Regions from separate parts of the Mus musculus genome. Here regions 1, 3, 4, 5, 6 and 7 are each linked to region 2. A link is a contact called in public Hi-C, HiCAR-type, HiChIP or PLAC-seq and promoter capture Hi-C data. All regions are on one chromosome and are shown on one strand. The core of a region is the stretch at or near the end of the contact, and the rest is flanking DNA. Distances in the headings are between cores, read along the strand shown. Region 1 has its middle 14 kb from the start of Platr29. Region 2 holds the start of Prex1 (phosphatidylinositol-3,4,5-trisphosphate-dependent Rac exchange factor 1). Region 3 holds the start of Ncoa3 (nuclear receptor coactivator 3). Region 4 overlaps Sulf2 (sulfatase 2). Region 5 overlaps Zmynd8 (zinc finger, MYND-type containing 8). Region 6 holds the start of Zmynd8 (zinc finger, MYND-type containing 8). Region 7 overlaps Ncoa3 (nuclear receptor coactivator 3).

Region 1 (2,700 bases), core at 51-2,550, 750 kb after region 2:
ACACACACACACACAGGCAAATAGCTAATTGACTAAATAAATAGAAGCAACTGCCAGAGAGATAGAGAGATCCTGGGCGGGGAGGAAGCCAGGGAGAGAGTGCTTCCCTCCTGGAGTTCTAGCTAATAGCTGACATTCATTGCCTGCAGGCAGGTCACATGCTGCCCGTGACTAACCCTGGGGCTAAGGAAATGCTGTCCACTGATGACTCAACTAACCGGAAGCCAAGTTTGGGAGTGTTTGGTCAGTTTAGCTGTCCTCAAAGAACCATGGGTTGTGAGGCCCTATCCCCAGCATCACATACACACACTAGACACACACCAGACACACACTCACAAGCAACCCCCACAAAGACACCTCCACATACCCCCACACCCATACACACACCTCACATACCCCACAGATAGGAAACACACACACACACACAAACTACATACCCCATAGACATACAACACATACGCACCGGACACACAAACTCACACACATACAGCCCTCTCACACAAACCACACAGGCACCCGTATACTCCATACACACCCCCCACATTCATACAAACACACGAGACACACACCTCACATATCCCAGATAGCTCACACACAAGTTCACACACAAGCCAGATACACCACACATACAAACACACAATTACATACAAACCACACACCCCAAACACGCCACACACACACAATAATTTAGGAGTCGGAGTTTTGTTCTGTTCCATAAGTGGTGCTTGGACTGAGTACAGATAACATGAGCTTTGTCCTGGACGAGGAAACCATGTGACTTTTGGTGACTACAAGAAAAGGCATACGGTTGGTGGGCTTCCTGGTACAGCTTTCTTTAGCGCAGGGAAAGCCTGGCTTTCATTTCAACACTGTAAAAAAAGATACAGGAGCTGGGTGTGGTATTGCCTCCTTTAATCTCAGCACTAGGGAGGCAGAGGCAAGGGGATCTCTGGGACTTTAAGGCCAGCCTGATCTACATAAATTCTGGGAATACCTAGAGAGACTCTGTCTCAAAAAAAAAAAAAAAAAGTGGCTCTCAGCTGCTTGACCAATGAGACTCCAGGTGCTTGATAGGTCATCTTGGGAGAACTGGAGTGTCCCCCTCCTCCTCCCCCTCCCCCCTAGAGCCTTCTATCAGAGCCTTGCAGCAAGTAAAGCCCTCACTTCAGCCTTTACATAATAGGCATTTATCTCTTCCTCAAGTTGCCAGCCAGCCAGCAGCCAGTTGATTGACAGCCCTCCTCTGTCCCTGGGGGCCTCTTCGTTGTTGTTTGCTTTGAGTGGTGGCAGGGGAGGAGAGAGGAGGAGGCAGTAGGCCCCAGATTTCTGGCACACACACCAAAGGAGCTTTTGTTTAGCAGGGCAAGACACTGGGCAGTGTCTCCTTCCAGGATGCCACAGGCCTCCAAAGTCTCCAAACTCCCCGATACAAAAGGGCTTCTTTTGTTTTTTAATTAGCTAGTAACGGGGTCTCATGGTGCAGTACAGGCTGGCCTCCCAAATGCCCAAATGCTTTGAGTTCAGTTTTCCTTTTTTTTTTTTCTTTTAGTCAAAGTCTGTATACGGCCCAGGCTGGCCTTGATCTTACAAGGCTACTCCTGCTTCAGCCTGCTAAGTGCTGGGATTAAAGCAGGAGGCACTATGTTTGTTTTGATGGCTTCTTGATTCTCTGCAGACTTGGATGCAGCAGAGAACAACAGCTTTCACCAGCATCCATGGAATCTGAAAGGGTTTGTGCTATCTGTCTGTCTGTCTCTGTCTGTCTCTGTCTCTCTCTCTCTGTCTCTCTCTCTCTCTCTCTCATGCTAAGAATAGAATCCAGGACCTAGAGAGATGACTCAACAGTTCAGAAAATGGGCTACTGTTCCAGAGGACCTGAGTTTGATTCCCAGGACTGACATGTCAGCACACAACTGTCTTTAACTTCAGTCCCAGGGGATCTGACGCCCTCTTCTGGCCTCTTTGGGCACCTGGCATACATGTGGTGCACATACATACAGGCAGGCAAAACACTTATTGATAGATTGACTGGGATTAAAGGCAGTGTATGCCACCAGTGCCCAGCCAAAACACTTTTTTTCCGAGACAGGGTCTCTCTGTGTAGCCCTGGCTGTCCTGGAACTCACTTTGTAGACCAGGCTGGCCTCGAACTCAGAAATCCACCTGCCTCTGCCTCCCGAGTGCTGGGATTAAAGGCGTGTGCCACCATGCCCGGCCAAAACACTTAAATCTTAATTAAAAAAGAAAACAAAGAAGCTGGGCAGTGGTGGCAAAGGCCTTTAATCCCACAGCCAGAGCTACACAGAGAAACCCAGTCTTGAAAGAAAAAAAAAGGAGAGGGGCTGGAGAGATGCTTAGTGGTTAAGAGCACTGTCTGCTCTTTCGGAACACCTAGGTTCAATTCCCAGCATCCAGGGGATCCAACACCCTCATATAGACATACACGCAGGCAAAACGCCACTGTATATAAAATAAAAATAAATTATTCAAAAAAAAAGTGAGGCTGGAGAGATGGCTCAGCAGTTAAGAGCACTGACTGCTCTTCCCGAGGTCCTGAATTCAAATCCCAGCAAACACATGGTGGCTCACAACCATCTGTAATGAGATCTGATGCCCTCTTCTGGTGTGTCTGAAGACAACTACAATGTACTTACATATAATAAATAAATCTTTAGGCCGGGCAGTGGTGGTGCACGCCTT
Region 2 (2,700 bases), core at 107-2,606:
CATGACCAATACCTGATGGGCTCACCCTTTTACATCCATTTACCTAGGATACCTTGCCCACATCAAATGTCACGGTGCCCTAGGCCCCAAAGGAACAGGGCCAGGGGTAGCAGGAGCTACCACAGTCTCTCCTCTATCCTTGTGCAAAAGACTGTTTTACTTCAAGGCCCCAGAGAACTATTCTAGGCATCTTGAAGGGAAGTAAATAGAGGACAGTGCTCCTGCCCCAGAAATGATGACACTCCACAGAGGCTATTTTGTGAAACAGGGACTGACTCCATAGGAGATAATAGATCTGAGGCGGGGCAGGTAGGGATTGAACAAGCAGTTCAGAGGCCCGGTCAAGAGGGCAGTTGACAAAGGCAGGAATAATTAAGAACGAAGATAAGACTTTCTAGGGTGTTAAAATCACTTTCCAGGGACTATGGCTCAGCCGTATGCTGGTCCCTAAGAGTTAGGTGTTACTGTTCTTCCCCTTGTACTGTGAGGCAAACGGAGGAGCTTTAGGTGGGATGGGGGTGCTGACCAAGGTCATCAATGAGGGGCTGAACCCCAGAGGCTGACTCGGGTCCCAATGCCTCTCGAGGGTAAAGGGGGGTTAGCACGTTAACTGAACGTTTGAAAGATCAAGGTCACACAGAACAGCCTGTCGGCTGGCAGCAAAATTCCCATTTTGGCTTTATCTCTGGTGGGTACGAGGGCGGCTTCCTGCAACGGTCTCGTCCAAGTGGGCACCTTTGCTTAGGGATGGGGAGCGCTGGGACAGTAGGCGCAGAGCTCCGACGGAAAGAGAAACAGAAGTAAGGACAAAGATGCAGCTAGAGTTCTTCCAAGGTCACCGTAAGCCGAGGGCATGAGCGGCCGTGTTGGTGGGGGCGTCGAGCTGCTCTTCCGGGCGTCAGGAGATGCGCGTGGTGGTCGCTGATCCGGCTCCAGCAGATCACCCACGGGGCACTCCTTACGGGTGGATGGCGCGAGCTGCTCTTGCAGAACTGCTGAATGGGTCTTGGCCTACAGACTCAGCAGAACCACGACCTGACTGGGGTCTGGGGCGACGCATTTCCAGCCCCAAACTCTGACTGTGCGGCGCGCGCACGAACCGGCTCTTGGCCGACGCTCCCTGGAAGCCGGGAGGGGGCTCCGCCCAATCCCCGCCCAATCCCACCAGACTCCGCCCCAGCTCAGTCCATTCTCCATTAGTCCCCGCCCAGTTTCCGCATGAGGTGCCGCCCCACCCCGTCCATTTTCTACAAAGATCCCCGCCCACTAGCAGATTGACCCCGCCTCCTTCCCCGCCCATCGCTCAGCCCTCTCTACCAAGGCCCCGCCCATACACCATGACCCCGCCCAGGTCCCGCCCCCGCTCCGCCTGCCCCGGGCCCGCTGAGCGGCGCCTGTCCGGGATGCGGAGCCCGGACGCCTAAGCCGCGGCGCGACCTCGGCGCGGGAAGTTCGGGCGCCGCGCGGCTATGGAGGCACCCGGCAGCGGTGGTGGTGACGGCGGCGGGGACCCAGGCGGGGACGGTGCGCATCCCGATGCTCGCGGCCCCGTCTCCGGGCCGTGCGCGGCCGCCCGCGACTCGGAGCGCCAGCTGCGCCTCCGTCTGTGCGTACTCAACGAGATCCTGGGCACCGAGCGCGACTACGTGGGCACCTTGCGTTTCCTGCAGTCGGTGAGCTCCCGCCACCTGTGGCCGGCCGGCCCGCGTTGCGCTTTTGTCTGTGGCTCCCCGCCTTGTGCATAGTTTGAAATGGTTACATCCGCGCGGCCGCTGCCCGGGGCCGCCCCGCTGGGGGGCCAGTGTAGGGAGAAGCCCGGGTAGGGGCTCCTTAGCTGCACCGGGGACCCTGGGCTCCGTAGCCTTGCCCCAGCTCGAATTGCACAGTCAAAGCCTTAGACTGCAAAACAGCGTCCGAGTGCGTCTGTGTACCACGCACCTTACACTGGTATCAGCAGACTGTGCCGTTACCGGGCTCATCAGTAGGTTATATTTTCTGATCCTTAAGATCAGGGAAGAGTTCGGCTCCAGAGAGGTTGAGTCCCTTGCTCTGGATAGTTCTGCAGGCTACGTCGTAGGGTTGGATGCAGGGCGGTGACCCAGGGCAGCCCTGCGGGGGCTTTAAACTCCGGTACGTAGTTGCCCTGGTGTCTCTAGTGAGAATGAGGAAGGGGCCACTTCCCTACCCTCCTAGGAAGTGAGAAAACTGGAGGGGGTGGGAAGGGCTGGTCTTAGAGACCTGAGGGCTTTAATCTCCGTGCCTCCTGCTGGGGCCGCTTTAACTCCCTTCTTGGGTTGGAGGAAGTCTTAACCCTGCTTCAGGAAGGCGTGCGTTTGTGTGTGTGTGTGTGTGTGTTTCAAGAGACCCCCAATCACACTGGAGTTCTCTCCATCTGGGAAAAAGAAACACTCAATGGCTTAAGGATGCAGGGGAGTCTGTGTGAGGTCGGGGGGGGGGGTTCCCACTGAGGGAGGAGGGAGTACGAAGTTGGGGGGGGGGAAGACGCTGTGTGGAGGCATTGAAAGCCCTTTGGCCCAAGGATCCTTCTGGAAAGGCCTGTGAGAATAAGACAGGGTTGGCTTTCTTTCCCATCTCTTCCTCTCTCACAGTTGAGAAGGGGGTGGGGGAGAGAGAGAGAGAGAGAGAGAGAGAGAGAGAGAGAGAGAGAGAGAGAGAGAATCGGGTAGGGCTTGAAGCTGG
Region 3 (2,700 bases), core at 67-2,566, 720 kb after region 2:
CAGGACCTCTCATCTTATTCGTCCACCTAGCCCTTCAGCAGACAGGGGACTGACTCGCCTTCCTGGTTTTTAACCTCACAAGCTTAATTACAAAAACAAGTTGGCTTTGAAGCGCTACTCAGAAACTGCAACCAAAAAAAAAAAAAAAGGAAGTCTTCGCATTTGGGAGGGGGAAAAAGTTTCTCGACTTAAAGACACTTTCCAACCTTCCAGTGTCATACAGTGTGGAGTCCTAGGCTCCTGCTCCGCGGGCCTACGATGCTCTGGCCTCTCCGAGCTGCTCTCCTGCTTAACTTTTCCACCCTAGCCACCCTCAAGCTGCCTAGGGAAGTAGCACTGCCTCCCACTTCATTTAAACTACTGCAAACAGAATCAATGAACGAACCTAGACTGGGAATTTCAGAAGATGAAAGCGACCTCGATGATAGCCGACACAAGACGGCAGAGCCCCTATCCACGCCGCACAGAGAGGGAGAGACCCCACACTCATCCCATACAGACGGCCGACCCTGCATCCACGCTACACACACCTCGGACTCCTCATCCGCCAAGCATCCACCCTGGAGACATCGCGGACCCCGCATCCACCCGGTCCTCGCCCCGCACAGACCGCAGACCTTGCACTCACCCCTCGCACCTCCACTCACCCGGCACACACCAGCACACACCTCGCACACCGCACTCAGCTCCCTCGCCCAGCATCCACCCTGCAGACCCCCACACGCAGCCTGCATCCACCCCACACACCTGGCGGACTCCGGGGCCACCCAACACACCTGGCACAACCCGCAGACCCCCACATCCATGCCACACACCCCGCACACGCCACAGACCCCACTCTCACCCCGCACACACCCCGCGGGCACCGCACACTCCGTGTCCGCCGCGCCCGCTCGCAGCGGAGCCGCAGCTTCGGCCGGAGGAGCCGCCCGTGTCCGCTCCGCCGGGCGGCGCCGGCGGGAAGAGGAGACTCGGCTGAGCTTCTCCGACCCGAGATTCGGCGGGGGGAGCCCCAGCGGCAAGCAGAGGCCGCGGCCGCGAACTCCTCGCGACCCTGCACGGGCCCCGGAGCCCAGCGCCGCCCGCGCGATCCCTGTCGCCTGCGCCGCGCGTTACTGGCGACCCCAGGACCCCCGCCTCAGGCCATGCCGCCGGCCTCGCCCGCCGCTCGCCACTGCCTTTCTCTCCACTCACCGCTCGCCGCCATCTTCCCCAACGCTGTTCTCGATCGGAAACTCACAGCTCAGCCCCGGCCGCCGACACCGACTCCGCCGAGGCCGCCGCCGGCGCTCTGAGGAGCTGAGGCAGCCGCCGCTGAAGCCGCGGCGCGGGGGCCGCCGGGATTTGTAGTCCCGCGGCCACGCCCAGCACTACGGGTCCCAGGGGGCCGTGCGCGAGGCAGGGGGCGTGGCCGCGAGGCCTGGGTTCCCCTCAGCTCACCCAGCCGCTGGAGGTGAAGAGGACGTTCTGGGTTCGTTTTCCCGTTTGCCTGTCTCCATCCTGGAATTCCTGACTTCAATGGAGTGTTCATTGTGCGCCAAGCACCGTCCCACAAGACCAGTAGCTGAGGGGGCGTTGTCCTTACTTTTCAGAGGAGCAAACTGAGGCCCGAGGTCAGGAGCCCTGCTAAGTCACTGACTTGAAAAGGTTTCGGGCCTTGCGGTGATGGCACACGCCTTTAATCCCAGCACTCAGGAGGCAGAGGCAGGCGGATTTCTGAGTTCGAGGCCAGCCTGATCTACAAAGTGAGTTCCAGGACAGCCAGGGCTATACAGAAACCCTGTCTCGAAGGAAAAAAAAAGGTTTTGGCTCACAAGGTGTTGGTCCTCAGGTTTGGTCTCTGCGTATTGTGATTTAAACCAGAGAACAGCTTGCTTTACAGTGGGAATTACTGAGAGACAGCACCTTAACCAAGAACATCTTAAACTCGGTGCCACCAAAGGTGACTCAAACTGTCACGCCATGTCCCCGATAGGATGCAGTGCAGAAAGCAGAAAACTACCAAGTTAAGTGACCTGAATCTAACGGAATAGGAAAATAAATAAATAAATAATTTTTTAAAAAATTAAAGCGCAGAATGTGCAGCATTCTACAGAACCAGCCTCTCCTCCAAGAAAACCGATGGTAGCAAGTGAAGGCAATCCCAGTGACCCCATGGCTCCGGGGCAGAAACAGAAGAAACAAAAACTCAAAGTCCTCCTTCAAAGCAGGGATTTAAAGCCAAGTTGGGGATGGGGGTGAGGGGAGTCTGACCAAAATAAATAAGGCCAAAGTTAAATTCAATAAATGTAGGCCAGGCTAGACTCCAGTTTAGAAACCTGGCTGCCTCTGCCTCCCTAGTGCTGGATTAAAGGCATGCACTAGCAACCCCGGTTTATGGATAGTTCTTAGGTAAAAAGAACTTGTAAAGGAATTTGGAGTTAATGGGAAAAAATAGAGGACGTCTTGGGACACAACTGTATAAAATGTCTTCAGTGTGAATAAGACTAACCCTATCCTGAGGTTCTGCTGTCACCTCAAGGATTTCCCACCTGCACTACTTTACTGTTCTGCAAGTGTCCACTGTTTACCCTTGGAGTTATTCCCACAGCAGCCAAGTCCCAAACCTGGTGTGGTGGTGCACACCCTTAATCCCTGTACTCAGAAGGCAGAGGCAAGTGGATCTCTGAGTTCCAGGCCATCCAGGGCTACATAGAGAAA
Region 4 (2,700 bases), core at 24-2,523, 630 kb after region 2:
AAGACCAAGATGACAAGGATGGTGGCAGTTTCAGTGGTACTGGTGGCCTTCCAGATTATTCTGCCCCCAATCCCATCAAAGTGACCCATCGGTGAGAGTCTGGCTGGAGGTTGGGGGTAGAGGGACAGGCTGGGCCTCTCTTCTCCCCTCGGGGCCGGCCACTCATGACCCTTTCTCTGGAGCAGGTGCTACATCCTTGAGAATGACACAGTCCAGTGCGACTTGGACCTGTACAAGTCCCTGCAGGCTTGGAAAGACCACAAGCTGCACATCGACCATGAGGTGTGGCCACTGGGGCAGCACAGGCTGGCGGCCAGCATCCACAGGAAGGGCGGGGGGCCTGGTGAGGGGAGAAAGCAAGATTGGTCCCCCAGAATCCATGACCCCATCCCAGAATAGGAATCTGAGTCATGGGGTCTGGAAGCCAGCCAAAGGTCCAGCTCAGAGATGGCTGGCTGGCTGGGGACAGCGCAGCATACTTTATTTAGACCTGTGAGACACCCCCCTATAGAGCTTGCTCTCGCTACAGCCTCCGTAGGCTCTGCTGGCGGTAGGAAGAGTCTGTTCCTTCAGGGAGGCCCCCTTCCACGGGCAGAGCCACAAACGTAGATGTGGCTGTACCCTTCCCACCCGCAGTCACCCTGTGGTTCCTAGGCTTCTCCCATTCCCTCCCTCAGATCGAAACCCTGCAGAACAAAATTAAGAACCTTCGAGAAGTCAGGGGTCACCTGAAGAAGAAGCGACCGGAAGAATGTGACTGCCATAGAATCAGGTGAGAGAGCAGCCCCGGCCCCACTCAAGCCCTGGACACCAGTGCGTCCTGCGGATACACGGGGCCCTCTCAGCACTGGACCCTGTCTGTCAAGATAAGGAGCCAATAACTCTCATCAGGGAAACTCAGGGACCGCCCCCGGGGGCGGGGTCAGGCTGAGCTGTGTTTGGGCAGGCCCCAGCCTTGGGGCACAGGCTTCTGCTCACTGCCTTTGGGAACTGCTGGGCTGCCACTCAGGGTTCTGCCTGCCTGAGAGAACTTCCCACACAGAAAGACATGGAGTCTCTCTGCAGTCACTGTCCAGGGTGGCAGTCACATAACACCTGTGACTGGGGAACCTGGAGCAAGAATTTTCCTTGGTTTAAATTGAAGGAGCCACACAGTTCTGAACACCTTTGCTGACTCGGGCCAGTCTCAAAGCCCCCTTCTAAGCATGAGGTACATGGTATGATACAAATCGGCCTTCAGAGGCCACGGCTGACACCAACTGAAGCCAGGCCCAGCCTCCAGTCCGGGTTAATTATTTCCGTCCTGACCTTGTAAAGTCTGACATGGGGCATCTAAACCAAGCATGGAGCTGGCAACCAGGGGGATACAGTGCCCTCCATCCCACCTAGGAAAGGGTGCAGTGAGCAAGAGCAGTGAACCCCGCTGCATGCCTGCCAGAGTATCCTGCAAAGCTCTGACTCTTGGGGACTGGGGTGGGGGGGTCTGTTGCAGTTACCACAGCCAACACAAAGGCCGTCTCAAGCACAAAGGCTCCAGCCTGCACCCTTTCAGGTAAGGGTAGGGATAGGCCAAAGGGGTAAGGTGCCATGCCTACCTGTCTGTAGCTAAAACACACAAGGCACATTCAGGCTGGGCTGGGTTTTCCCTGGGAGGTGAGGTCTACGCAGTCCTTGGAGGGGCCCCAGGTTCATACAAAGACTGGTTAGATATGGTACTGTAGCCACACTAAGCACTGGACACCCATTTCTGCCGCTGGTGGGTGGGGCTGAAGGAGGCCAGAGGAGGAGAAAGGCCCTGGGGTCTGGCCCTAGCTGTGGCCTGGACAACAGAGGGACTTAGAGCCCTTGATGACGCTGCCCAACCACTGGGGCGAACCACAAGGCTGAGGTCATTGAACCCTCAGAGGTCCTAAGCGTGTGTGGTCCCCTGTGCCCTCAGGAAGGGTCTGCAGGAGAAGGACAAGGTGTGGCTGCTGCGGGAGCAGAAACGCAAGAAGAAACTGCGCAAGCTGCTCAAACGGCTGCAGAACAACGATACGTGCAGCATGCCCGGCCTCACGTGCTTTACCCACGACAACCACCACTGGCAGACGGCGCCACTCTGGACGCGTGAGCAAATGGGCAGGCAGGGCATGGGAGGCCTGTGTGTGGGCAAGCAGAGGCAGGCAGGGGACAGGGGAGTTGTGTGCATGAGCAAGCAGGGACAGGCAGAGAATGGGAGGCCTGTGCATGGCCACCTACCTTTCCCTGGCTTCAGAGGGCCAAACTGCTAGAGGTGTCTTAGAAACCTGTGCTTGTCACTTGGCATTTGAGAGCCTGTCTCGGGGAGGCTGTCTGACCGACTGTCTCTCTGCGGGCACACTCAGGACATTCACTCTTCCTTCCACAGTGGGGCCGTTCTGCGCCTGCACCAGCGCCAACAACAACACGTACTGGTGCTTGAGGACCATAAATGAGACCCACAACTTCCTCTTCTGCGAATTTGCAACCGGCTTCATAGAATACTTTGACCTCAGTACAGACCCCTACCAGGTACAGGCATGGTCAGGGAGACAGGGAGACAGGCGTGTGAGACACAGGCATACAGCTGCAGAAGAGAAGCCCCTCACGGCCCCTAAGCCTGGAAGACTGAGTTCTGAGGCCACTTGGAGTCTGGGACTCTGTGTTGTCCACATGCGTCTCCCTCCATTGCCCTGTGTC
Region 5 (2,700 bases), core at 201-2,700, 890 kb after region 2:
GACAACAACTGGTCTCTAATTGCAGGACTCCCCATCAGTTGATGTGGCTTTGGGGACATATTTAATGTCTTTATGCCTTAGCCTTCCCACCTCTACCATGGCGACCGTAACTGGCTACGCCGAGCCTCCCCTATGTGTAAGCTCTGTTGAGAGCACAAGGAGTCAGGACCCACAGTAGGACAGGAGCACTGGGGCAGTGTTGACCATGGAATTCTTTTTCCTGGTGATCTCTAAAGTGCTGGCTGCGAGGATCTGAGAAGAGATGCAATGGAGGGGTGACTTAAGGAATGTTCTTGGCAGGAAGATCCTCCCATCTCCCTCTTCCACGGGCTGGGCTTACAGGTGTACCCCACCACAGCTGCCCCATTAAAACCTGCTTGAAGTTAGCACATCGTAAAATAAAGTGTGTTCGTGTGCAAACTCCCCTTTGCTCTCTTGTTCCGCATTTCAAAAAAAAAAAATAGAGCTTTATAGGAATCTAAGAATGGTTGTGTTTAATTTAGTGTTTGTCTTCCCTTGGGTGGGATCCGTGGCATCGAGCTTTGCGGCAAAATTCCTTACTCACTGGCAGAGTTTTTCTTCTTTTTAAAGATGAGAACTTAGACTTCAAAGACCCTATTCTAAAACTACACAACCTACTCAGCCCACCTTGCTTGACACTTGCTAATTCCGTCATAAGGTGGCCATAGAAGACGCTACTGTGACAGCACATGCCAGTGTGGTCACCCCAGCATTTGGGAGGTAGGGGCAGGGGGATTAGGAGTTCGAGGCCTTGACTACATGAGATCCTGTCTCAAAAATACTAAAATAACAACCAAAAAACCCAAACCCTCAACAAAGAAAGAGGGTGACACTCAGATTGTTATACTCTCAACAAATTGCGTCCCTTGCTGAGTGGGCCCACAGTAGACACCGTAGGTGGTAGTTCTGTGTTTCGGTCGTGGCTGCAGCTCTGGACATTGAAAGCTGAGTTCCAATAAAGCTTAACTGGTGTTGGTTGGTGGGTAATGAAGCTTGAAGTTCTCTAAGTGCATGCTTTAAGCACTATTGAGTTGGGCTGGGGAGACAGCTCAGTGGTTGAGAGCACTGGTTGCTCTTGCACGGGAGCTGGCTTCAATTCCCGTCACCCACACAGCTCCTCGCCATCTGTAACTCCATTTCCAGGGGATTTGATGTCCTCATCTGACCTTCTTGGGCACCAGGCATACACATGGTGCGCAGACGTAGATGCAAGCAAAACACTCATACAGGGAAAAAAAAGAGAAAAAGAACTATTGAATTTTTTTGTGTCCCAACCCCAATGTTCTATACCCTTCTTAAACAGCAGGCCACACAGGGACAGGGAACAGATTGGGCCCTGGGTTCAGCATTGCCAGCTCTCACTATAGTCCACAAAGTCCAGAAAGGACTGTCACTTGGCAAATCCTCCCAGCCCAGCCCTGAGGCCTGGCCTGTTTCCTCCTGCTGCTCCCTCCCGCCCTCTGCTGTTAGCATTGATGACAGCTGCTAGTCAGCCCAGGGTGAGGAGGCTGTCCATACTCAGACACCTCCACAGGCAGGGATAGCACAGTTGGGATCAGGCTGGGGTCCCTCCGGAATGTTAGAAAACTTCATCATGCTGTAAAATAGAAAGACCACACAAGCAGCTTCCAGAATCCAGAGTGGCCCTTTATTGTATACGTATGTGAGTGTGTGCATACGTGTGTGAGTGTGTGCATACGTGAGCGAGCATGTGCAAGTGTGAGAATTTAGACCCTTATTTCCCTCCCTCCTTTTCCTTTCCTTCTCTCTCCCTCCCTCTCTTTCTAACAGGGTCTCACTGTCCTTAAACCAATAGAGAGCTGCCGGCCTGTCTCCCTGGTGCTGGGGTTAAAGGTGTGTAGTCTGTGCGCATGTGTGTTCGGGCACACGTGTGCATTCATATGAAGGTCAGAAGACAGTTTACAGAGGTCAGGACTCTGCTTCTTCCGTGTGTGTTCCAGGGGACTGAACGCAGGCCATCAAGTTCATGGCTGGTGCCTTACCCGCTGGACCATTTCCCTGGCCCCAAGACCGTCCTTTTCTTTAGACTACTCAGTAGTAGCTCATCCTGGGTCTGTTGTCCCTACGAGCAGATTCAACTCCCTAAGCAGCTGCCTGTCCCGCAGGGGGCCTGGCCTGTAGCTGCCACAGCCCTGGACCCCTGCCCCCACATATGGACCACTTGGGCAGGCGGGTTTCATCAGCCTTCGGCCTTTGCTAACTCTTTCCTAGAGACCCCATTGAGAATGCTAATGTGTAGTATGGCACCGGCCTGAGCCTACAGACCCCTCTGAGCTAATGGCGCTTTGGTCTTGGCTTCCCGCTATGGGGCTGCTGTCAGGGAGGCAGGAGAGTGTTTTCACAGACTCCGCTTTACTGTGAAATCAATAGTTGTCATAAAATGGCTGTCCATGACAAATACTAAGTCACTAACGAACCCTCCCTCCCATGGCCAGCTCTCCTGAGGAATTGCATGGCGTGCTATTAAACCTCAGGCACTTACCCACAGTCACGGAGGGAGTGGACTGTGATTGACAGGTGATAGGGTCAAGGGACAGCAGAGAACCTGTTGTGGCCTTGACCTGCTCTGAGCTTTCTGCTCACGTGCACTGGTGTCGTGCTTCTCTGGGTGGCATTCACACTTTGTGTGTGTGTGTGTGTGTGTGTGTGTGTGTGTGT
Region 6 (2,700 bases), core at 132-2,631, 830 kb after region 2:
CTGAGGAACTAGTTAATATTTTACTGGGGAGCAGAGCCAGAGATGGGGGGAGTAGGGGGACTGCCAATGTGAGGCTGTGTGTGTGAAATTGCCCTTCCATCTGCCTTAGGGGACGAAAAGAAGCAGTTCTCTGTGGAAATAAATTGAAGCAAGAAGCCTTACGAAGCCCAGGGGATTTGTCTGCCCACCAAACAGGGCCCAGTTTCCCCCCAGAACACACATACAGGGGCGATTGTGGCAGAAAGGGCCAACCTGTGGGTGTGTAGGCCTGACTATAATGGACGGGCTTGTTTCCTGGCCCGGTTTGACATCTTTCTCTGTCCCTCTGGATTTAAATGGCTTCTCTGACTGAGAGGCACTGCCTGTATGCCCTGGATTCACAAGGTCCACGCCTCCTTGGGAAGCAGAAGCGAGACAGCAGCTAGCTAGCTCCCTCTCTCTCTCTCTCTGCATCTGCCCGGAGAGCTGCAGCTGGTATTTTTCCACAGGCCCTTTTCTACAATCTCAGGGCCTAGTTTTTCCCAGCGAGGCCCAGAGTCCCAGAGAGGGTTAACAGGCAGGAAGCTGAAGGCATCACAGACTAAGACGGAAGTCAGATTTTTGTTTAACTGACAGGTTTAGCAGGCCTCATCGGTGGGGGGAGGGAGCAGAGGGAGGGAAGACTTAAATGGAGGCATGTGGCCTGCTAGCAACGCATTTGGCTTTTCTTAGGGTAAGCCTGGAGAGGGTATCTCCCTTGCCATCCTGACAGAGCCCTTTTTGGTTTGTCTTTGAGGATCGGCTGAGGGGTGGCGGTGAGAGGTTAGAGGTCTCCCAGTTTTGCAAATGGCTCTGTGGGCCTGCCTTTTTTCCAAGAGCCACTTTGACCATGACTAGGCAAACTTGATCGCTCCACCTCACAGCAAGCTGCACCTCTCAGCTCCCTGGAACCTGGGTGCCCCTTGCTGATTTGTTGGGGCTCCCTCGGGCTGCCTGTCTCACTCCCCGCGCGCGCCCCCCCCCCCCGCCCCCCTCAGAGGCCTGCGTCTGGCCTTGTCCCTATTGCTTCTGCCTCCCTGGGGCTCTCTCCACCCCTAAGCTCGACTTTGTCCTTTGAGACCCACTCAAGCTGGCTTGTTCTATAAAACGGCCTGCTCGCCTTCTTAGAGAAGGACTTGTGTGTGGGGGCAGGCGTGGATGGGTCAGCCAGCCCACCCCAAAAGGGCCCTTCCCAGTGGCGCGCTGGCTTCAGGCTTTGCTGGAGCAGGTCAGGCTGGCTGCACGGGTTTGCCTGGCCTGGGGGATCGAGCCAGGGGGTGGGAGAAGTGCTTGTGGAGGCCCCTGTCCCAAGTTTTCCCTCCTGCAGAAGGCCTAGCTTAGCCTGTCTTTTTCTATGCACAGGATGGCTCTTGCTCACCCGAGCCTCACAAAGATAATCGCTCAGGAAGTGTTTCAGCCAATCGGCGGCGGCTTTACACTCCGATTGGCCGGGGCAGCCAATCGGGGATGAGCTTTTATTAGGCGGCCAGATCATCAGCCGAAGTGCCAAACCCTTTTTCTGTGAGAACTAGGAGCCTGTCCTCCATGTTTTATAAGTATTGACATTACACAGTTAACAATGCATCCACAGAGGTAAGCTCGGCTTTTTAACCATCTTTTCCCCCCTCCCTCCGAGTCATCGAGTCGTGGACTAGCAGTGTGATTTCTCTGTAGCCTGGCTCTGCCACACTTCCCCCCCCAGAGCACTTAGGGTAACTTGGGACTGTTTAGAGAGATTTTTTTTTTCCTTTTTGGGTCACATGGCTAAGTAGCCATTAGCCATAGCTTGATTTTACAGACTGGTGAGGGCTTGGAATACCTTTATTTTGACCAGGACAAAGAATTTCTGGACTAGTTTGAAGCTAGATCCTGGTATGCCAAAAGAGAAGCTATTATCCCCCCTTCTTTTATTTTATTTTTCCCTCCCTTCCTCTCCCCCCTCTCCCTCTCTCTCTGAACAGTCCTCCCCCTGCACTGTCGGCCGCTGTGTGTCACATGCCTGCTGGGGGAAGAAAATGGAAGGTAAGCCAGAAGCCAGAAGGTCTTCTCCCAGCACAGTTCAGGACTGCCTGTGGCAGAGAGCAGAGCAAGCCAGCTTGCTTCTCCAGAGCGGTTCTGGGAAAGGCTGGGCTAAGTTCTGACAAGAGAGGATGCGTGTTTGCACCAGAAGTCAGGCCTGAACAAGAACAGTACTCAGGGACCCAGGCTGGTTCCTGGGCCTAGGTGGGTGGTGGCGTGTGGACTGTCATCTCTTCCTCTCCAGAGCTTCGCACTCGCAGCAACATTGTTCAGGGTTTTTTTTTCCTCCCCCCGACTTAGCTTGGTACAGAATGTTCTTCAAGTCAGCCTACAGCCAGCAAATGGTTCTGAAAGTGTTTCCTAGCCTCTGAGGGAGTTTTTGGAGTAGGCTTGGTGCCTGGGGGGTTGGGGGTGGGTGGGGTGGGAGTGGGGATGGGGAGAGATTTTGAATAACATCCTGAAGGGGGGAAAAAAAGAGATCTGTGAAGACTCTGACTCCTTTAGTTTTATACTTCTTGCATGATTTTTCCATGGGCTAATGTCTCTTTTATCCTTGTCTCCCTCCCCCCTTTTCAAACATTCTATCATCTTCTGTCTTCTGTGATACAGTGCAGGGGACATGGCTCATACATACCTGAGGCTCATGACAGCATCCCATATCCA
Region 7 (2,700 bases), core at 155-2,654, 700 kb after region 2:
AAAAAAAAAAAAAAAAACAAGAAAGAAGTGCTTTGGAGCCAGGCGTGGTGGCGCACGCCTTTAATCCCAGCACTCGGGAGGCAGAGGCAGGCGGATTTCTGAGTTCGAGGTCAGCCTGGTCTACAGAGTGAGTTCCAGGACAGCCAGGGCTATACAGAGAAACCCTGTCTCGAAAAACCAAAAAAAAAAAAAGAAGTGCTTTGGGCTGGTGAGATGGTTCAGTGGGTAAGAGCACCCGACTGCTCTTCTGAAGGTCTGGAGTTCAAATCCCAGCAACCATATGGTGGCTCACAACCATCTGTAACAAGATCTGACTCCCTCTTCTGGAGTGTCTGAAGACAGCTACAGTATACTTACATATAATAAATAAATAAATCTTTAAAAAAAAAAGAAGTGCTTTAAGGGGGAAATAAAATAAAAATAAAATCAAAGGCCTTTTTATAAAAGAAAAACAAAAACATGATTTTTAAATCTGCGGTTCCCCATTTGTTCAAAACTGAAAGCAGAAGTCTTGCTGGGTAGGTGGAGCAGGCCAGATAGCAGAAGGTGGGAGGTGGAGATAAGAGGATAATAGGTTTGAGGCCAGCCTGAACTATAGAATGGAAAGAGCATTTCAAATGCAAGTGTTGAAGACCTAACTCAGGCTGGAATGCTTGCCCCGGGAGCAAGGCCTGTGGCTGGAAGCTGCAGGACTGACCTGGACACAAAACTGCTTCCCCTTCCCAATCCTTCCTCCTAGGCTTCCTTTCTTAACTTTTTGTTCATTTTACTTTCTCAGTGAAATTATCCTAACTAAAATATAAACTCCAGTGTTAAGAATAAAATGTAGTACCAGAACACTTACCGAGTATTCAGGAAGCCCTGGAATTGATCACAAACACACAAAGAGAAACAAAAACAGACAGACAAACAGACAGACCTCGAGTTGAAGGGACAGTGGAAATGGCTGGGATCAGCCAGTTTGAAGGCAGGCATTTCGGCAAGCAAGGCACGGAAGGTAAAGATGCAGTTAACAGTGAGCAGCAGAGGGCAGGGGAGGTTGACAGGGAAGCCTTCAGGCCAGAAGAGAATTAGGGTGAGGAGAAAGGGATAAATGGTTGAAAATGTAGAATATGTAGAGAGGGCTGGAAAGGGAAGTCATGAAGAGGTCAGAAGACAACAGAATCTAAGAAAGAGATGAGACTCAACAGGGAGAACCCAATGACCAGGGTAGAAGCCTGCTCCAGCATAGTTATTCCGGTCCAGAAACAGTTACTTGCGCATTAATATGGCTTTATCTCTAAGCTGGAAGCAACTCAAGAGTGTGAAGCACATCTGTTATCACTCAAACCCTCATTCCTCACTGGAGAAGCACGTGTGTCCTTACAGTTTACTCTGCAGGGCAAGGATCTGGTTCATTGTTGTTTTGGAGGTATTTTGTTTGTTTTCCACTTTGTATTCTGTATTCTCTTGAGACTAGGTCTTTACTATGTAACACTAGCTGTCCTGGAACTGTAAACAAGGCTGGCCTCAAAGCAATGTTAATCCTCCTGCCTCAGCTTCCCTGGCACTTGGGAGGCAGTGGCTGGTAGATCTCTGAGTTTGAGGCCTGGTCTACAGAGTGAATTCCAGGGCAGACAAGTTAGAACTACACAGGAAAACCCTGTCTCATAACACACACACACACACACACACACACACACACCCCAAAAAAAAAAAAAAAAAAAAAAGGAGAAGAAGGGGAGAAAGAAAGAAAAGAGTTGTCTAGTTAAAATCAGCAAGGTGGGGTAGCTGAACCCCCCAAGCTTCAGGCCAACCTGAGCAGTAGAGTGACACCATCTCTCAAAAGTAAATAATTAAGTTTAATTCATAAAGGGTGGCTGGCCATTCCTCAATGGCACTCTGCCTTGTAAGAGATGAAGCAGGACAGGCTTAGGTTACAGTGTATCTTGTGATCTGCTCTTCCATACTTATCTTGGTCAACTTACAGAACCTGGGCAAATGGGGTGACCTGCTCACTTGAGTCTAAAGAATGGCTAACTTCAGGAGGAAGCCTGCTGATCTTCTACTGCACTAACAGGGACCTGCATAAGCTAATACATTGAATAGTTTCTAAATTGTAGCAAATGAAACCTGGATCTATCCGAACCTTTATGTTTTACTTCTCTGAGCATTTTACACAAAATAAAATTCTATAAATTTATATAAATAAAACTATTAAAAAAAACTGTTGCAGCAGATGTATTATTGTAAGTCCACTATAATCAAAATCGTTTGGAATCGTGAAACGTATAAATAATTTCCAAGATCAGCCTTTCCAACAGTGTCTCCCCAGGCAACCCTAGAGCAAGCCCAGCCCCTAGGACGGGCAGCTCCGCGCTGCTCGCAGGAGTGGCAGATGCCATTTCTCGCTGACAGGAGCTTCAAATTCCAGTCAGGCAACTGCAGTCACAGTCCCACTGAATCAGGAATATAAGCGTGCCTGCATGTTATTATGGGAAATAGTGGAAAATTTCACAGGCTGACATCCAGAACGTCTGCGGCTCCTTTTCATATTTCTTCCTGCGAAGCAGTTATTAGACCAGTCAAATTTTTTTAAAGCTGGAAATTTCCACTGTTCTTTTTTAAGTATCCTTTTTAGATGTAAACTAAAAACTGTTCCAAAATTCAAGTATGTCAAAAATAATTCAGATAAAATAACTACTTAAGTGAAGGGAACAG

Evidence for each region. Promoter capture Hi-C pulls out the DNA fragments that hold promoters and counts their contacts. Hi-C and Micro-C count contacts between places; a contact is called where the count stands out from the background. HiCAR-type assays count read pairs that join an accessible place to other places. HiChIP or PLAC-seq counts read pairs in DNA pulled down with a chosen protein or histone mark. Capture Hi-C pulls out chosen DNA fragments and counts their contacts.
Region 1: a contact with region 2 is called in a Hi-C map of extraembryonic endoderm stem cells, with 2.9 times the contacts expected there. The contact joins the enhancer-like site here to the promoter of Prex1 in region 2. A contact is called at or near these places in 2 of 484 Hi-C or Micro-C datasets (double positive thymocytes and extraembryonic endoderm stem cells), 3 of 115 datasets of contacts at active chromatin or transcription factors (cardiomyocytes, embryonic stem cells and stem cell-derived neural progenitor cells) and 1 of 9 other capture datasets (adipose tissue).
Region 3: a contact with region 2 is called in a HiCAR-type map of astrocytes, with 2.6 times the contacts expected there. The contact joins the promoter of Ncoa3 here to the promoter of Prex1 in region 2. A contact is called at or near these places in 5 of 39 promoter capture datasets (cranial neural crest, hippocampal neurons, liver and 2 more), 8 of 115 datasets of contacts at active chromatin or transcription factors (astrocytes, bone marrow-derived dendritic cells, bone marrow-derived macrophages and 5 more) and 2 of 9 other capture datasets (adipose tissue and liver).
Region 4: an H3K27ac HiChIP or PLAC-seq map of cardiomyocytes shows a contact between it and region 2, with 11 times the contacts expected there. The contact joins the enhancer-like site here to the promoter of Prex1 in region 2. A contact is called at or near these places in 1 of 39 promoter capture datasets (maxillary cranial neural crest), 1 of 15 datasets of contacts at CTCF or cohesin (large pre-B cells), 1 of 484 Hi-C or Micro-C datasets (bone marrow-derived macrophages), 12 of 115 datasets of contacts at active chromatin or transcription factors (astrocytes, bone marrow-derived dendritic cells, cardiomyocytes and 8 more) and 1 of 9 other capture datasets (embryonic stem cells).
Region 5: a contact with region 2 is called in a promoter capture Hi-C map of liver, with 3 times the contacts expected there. The contact joins the enhancer-like site here to the promoter of Prex1 in region 2. A contact is called at or near these places in 1 of 39 promoter capture datasets (liver) and 4 of 115 datasets of contacts at active chromatin or transcription factors (astrocytes, craniofacial prominence, embryonic stem cells and 1 more).
Region 6: a contact with region 2 is called in a promoter capture Hi-C map of liver, with 2.8 times the contacts expected there. The contact joins the promoter of Zmynd8 here to the promoter of Prex1 in region 2. A contact is called at or near these places in 4 of 39 promoter capture datasets (the SN4741 cell line, hippocampal neurons, liver and 1 more), 8 of 115 datasets of contacts at active chromatin or transcription factors (the 230-238 cell line, bone marrow-derived dendritic cells, bone marrow-derived macrophages and 4 more) and 3 of 9 other capture datasets (adipose tissue, liver and macrophages).
Region 7: a contact with region 2 is called in an H3K27ac HiChIP or PLAC-seq map of bone marrow-derived dendritic cells, with 4 times the contacts expected there. The contact joins the enhancer-like site here to the promoter of Prex1 in region 2. A contact is called at or near these places in 3 of 39 promoter capture datasets (cranial neural crest, hippocampal neurons and maxillary cranial neural crest), 3 of 115 datasets of contacts at active chromatin or transcription factors (bone marrow-derived dendritic cells, bone marrow-derived macrophages and embryonic stem cells) and 1 of 9 other capture datasets (embryonic stem cells).

Annotation. Positions count from the first base shown.
Region 1 is chr2:165,966,506-165,969,205 of GRCm38.p6, reverse strand. No RefSeq gene overlaps it. Among named protein-coding and RNA genes, the nearest start is that of Platr29, 14 kb to the left of the region's middle. Within about 2 kb of position 1,300, at least 112 of the 459 cell types and tissues checked have an H3K27ac peak or open chromatin away from gene starts, as enhancers often do. A contact at or near this core is called in embryonic stem cells, extraembryonic endoderm stem cells and stem cell-derived neural progenitor cells, where this site is marked.
Region 2 is chr2:166,712,488-166,715,187 of GRCm38.p6, reverse strand. It overlaps Prex1 (phosphatidylinositol-3,4,5-trisphosphate-dependent Rac exchange factor 1), which reads left to right and starts at 1,356. Exons shown (of 40, transcript NM_177782.3): 1 at 1,356-1,673. The coding sequence starts at 1,470. Gm46777 (a long non-coding RNA gene) reads right to left here and starts at 1,359. Exons shown (of 3, transcript XR_001783555.2): 1 at 1-1,359.
Region 3 is chr2:165,991,253-165,993,952 of GRCm38.p6, reverse strand. It overlaps Ncoa3 (nuclear receptor coactivator 3), which reads right to left and starts at 1,316. Exons shown (of 23, transcript NM_008679.3): 1 at 1,195-1,316. It overlaps LOC115489489 (soluble scavenger receptor cysteine-rich domain-containing protein SSC5D-like), which reads left to right and starts at 172. Exons shown (of 2, transcript XM_030252296.1): 1 at 172-1,613. The coding sequence starts at 259. The coding sequence ends at 1,350.
Region 4 is chr2:166,078,869-166,081,568 of GRCm38.p6, reverse strand. It overlaps Sulf2 (sulfatase 2), which reads left to right. Exons shown (of 21, transcript NM_028072.5): 12 at 1-91; 13 at 186-282; 14 at 678-772; 15 at 1,493-1,552; 16 at 1,940-2,109; 17 at 2,390-2,532. Among named protein-coding and RNA genes, the nearest start is that of Gm52534, 40 kb to the left of the region's middle. Within about 2 kb of position 1,273, at least 79 of the 459 cell types and tissues checked have an H3K27ac peak or open chromatin away from gene starts, as enhancers often do. A contact at or near this core is called in astrocytes and cardiomyocytes, where this site is marked.
Region 5 is chr2:165,824,906-165,827,605 of GRCm38.p6, reverse strand. The region is part of intron 11 of Zmynd8 (zinc finger, MYND-type containing 8); the gene reads left to right. Among named protein-coding and RNA genes, the nearest start is that of Gm11465, 55 kb to the left of the region's middle. Within about 2 kb of position 1,450, at least 53 of the 459 cell types and tissues checked have an H3K27ac peak or open chromatin away from gene starts, as enhancers often do. A contact at or near this core is called in astrocytes and liver, where this site is marked.
Region 6 is chr2:165,883,519-165,886,218 of GRCm38.p6, reverse strand. Zmynd8 (zinc finger, MYND-type containing 8) reads left to right here and starts at 1,381. Exons shown (of 23, transcript NM_001363020.1): 1 at 1,381-1,611. The coding sequence starts at 1,598. 1810021M19Rik (a long non-coding RNA gene) reads right to left here and starts at 490. Exons shown (of 3, transcript XR_866948.2): 1 at 1-490.
Region 7 is chr2:166,010,230-166,012,929 of GRCm38.p6, reverse strand. The region is part of intron 1 of Ncoa3 (nuclear receptor coactivator 3); the gene reads right to left. Among named protein-coding and RNA genes, the nearest start is that of Ncoa3, 19 kb to the right of the region's middle. Within about 2 kb of position 1,404, at least 96 of the 459 cell types and tissues checked have an H3K27ac peak or open chromatin away from gene starts, as enhancers often do. A contact at or near this core is called in bone marrow-derived dendritic cells, bone marrow-derived macrophages and hippocampal neurons, where this site is marked.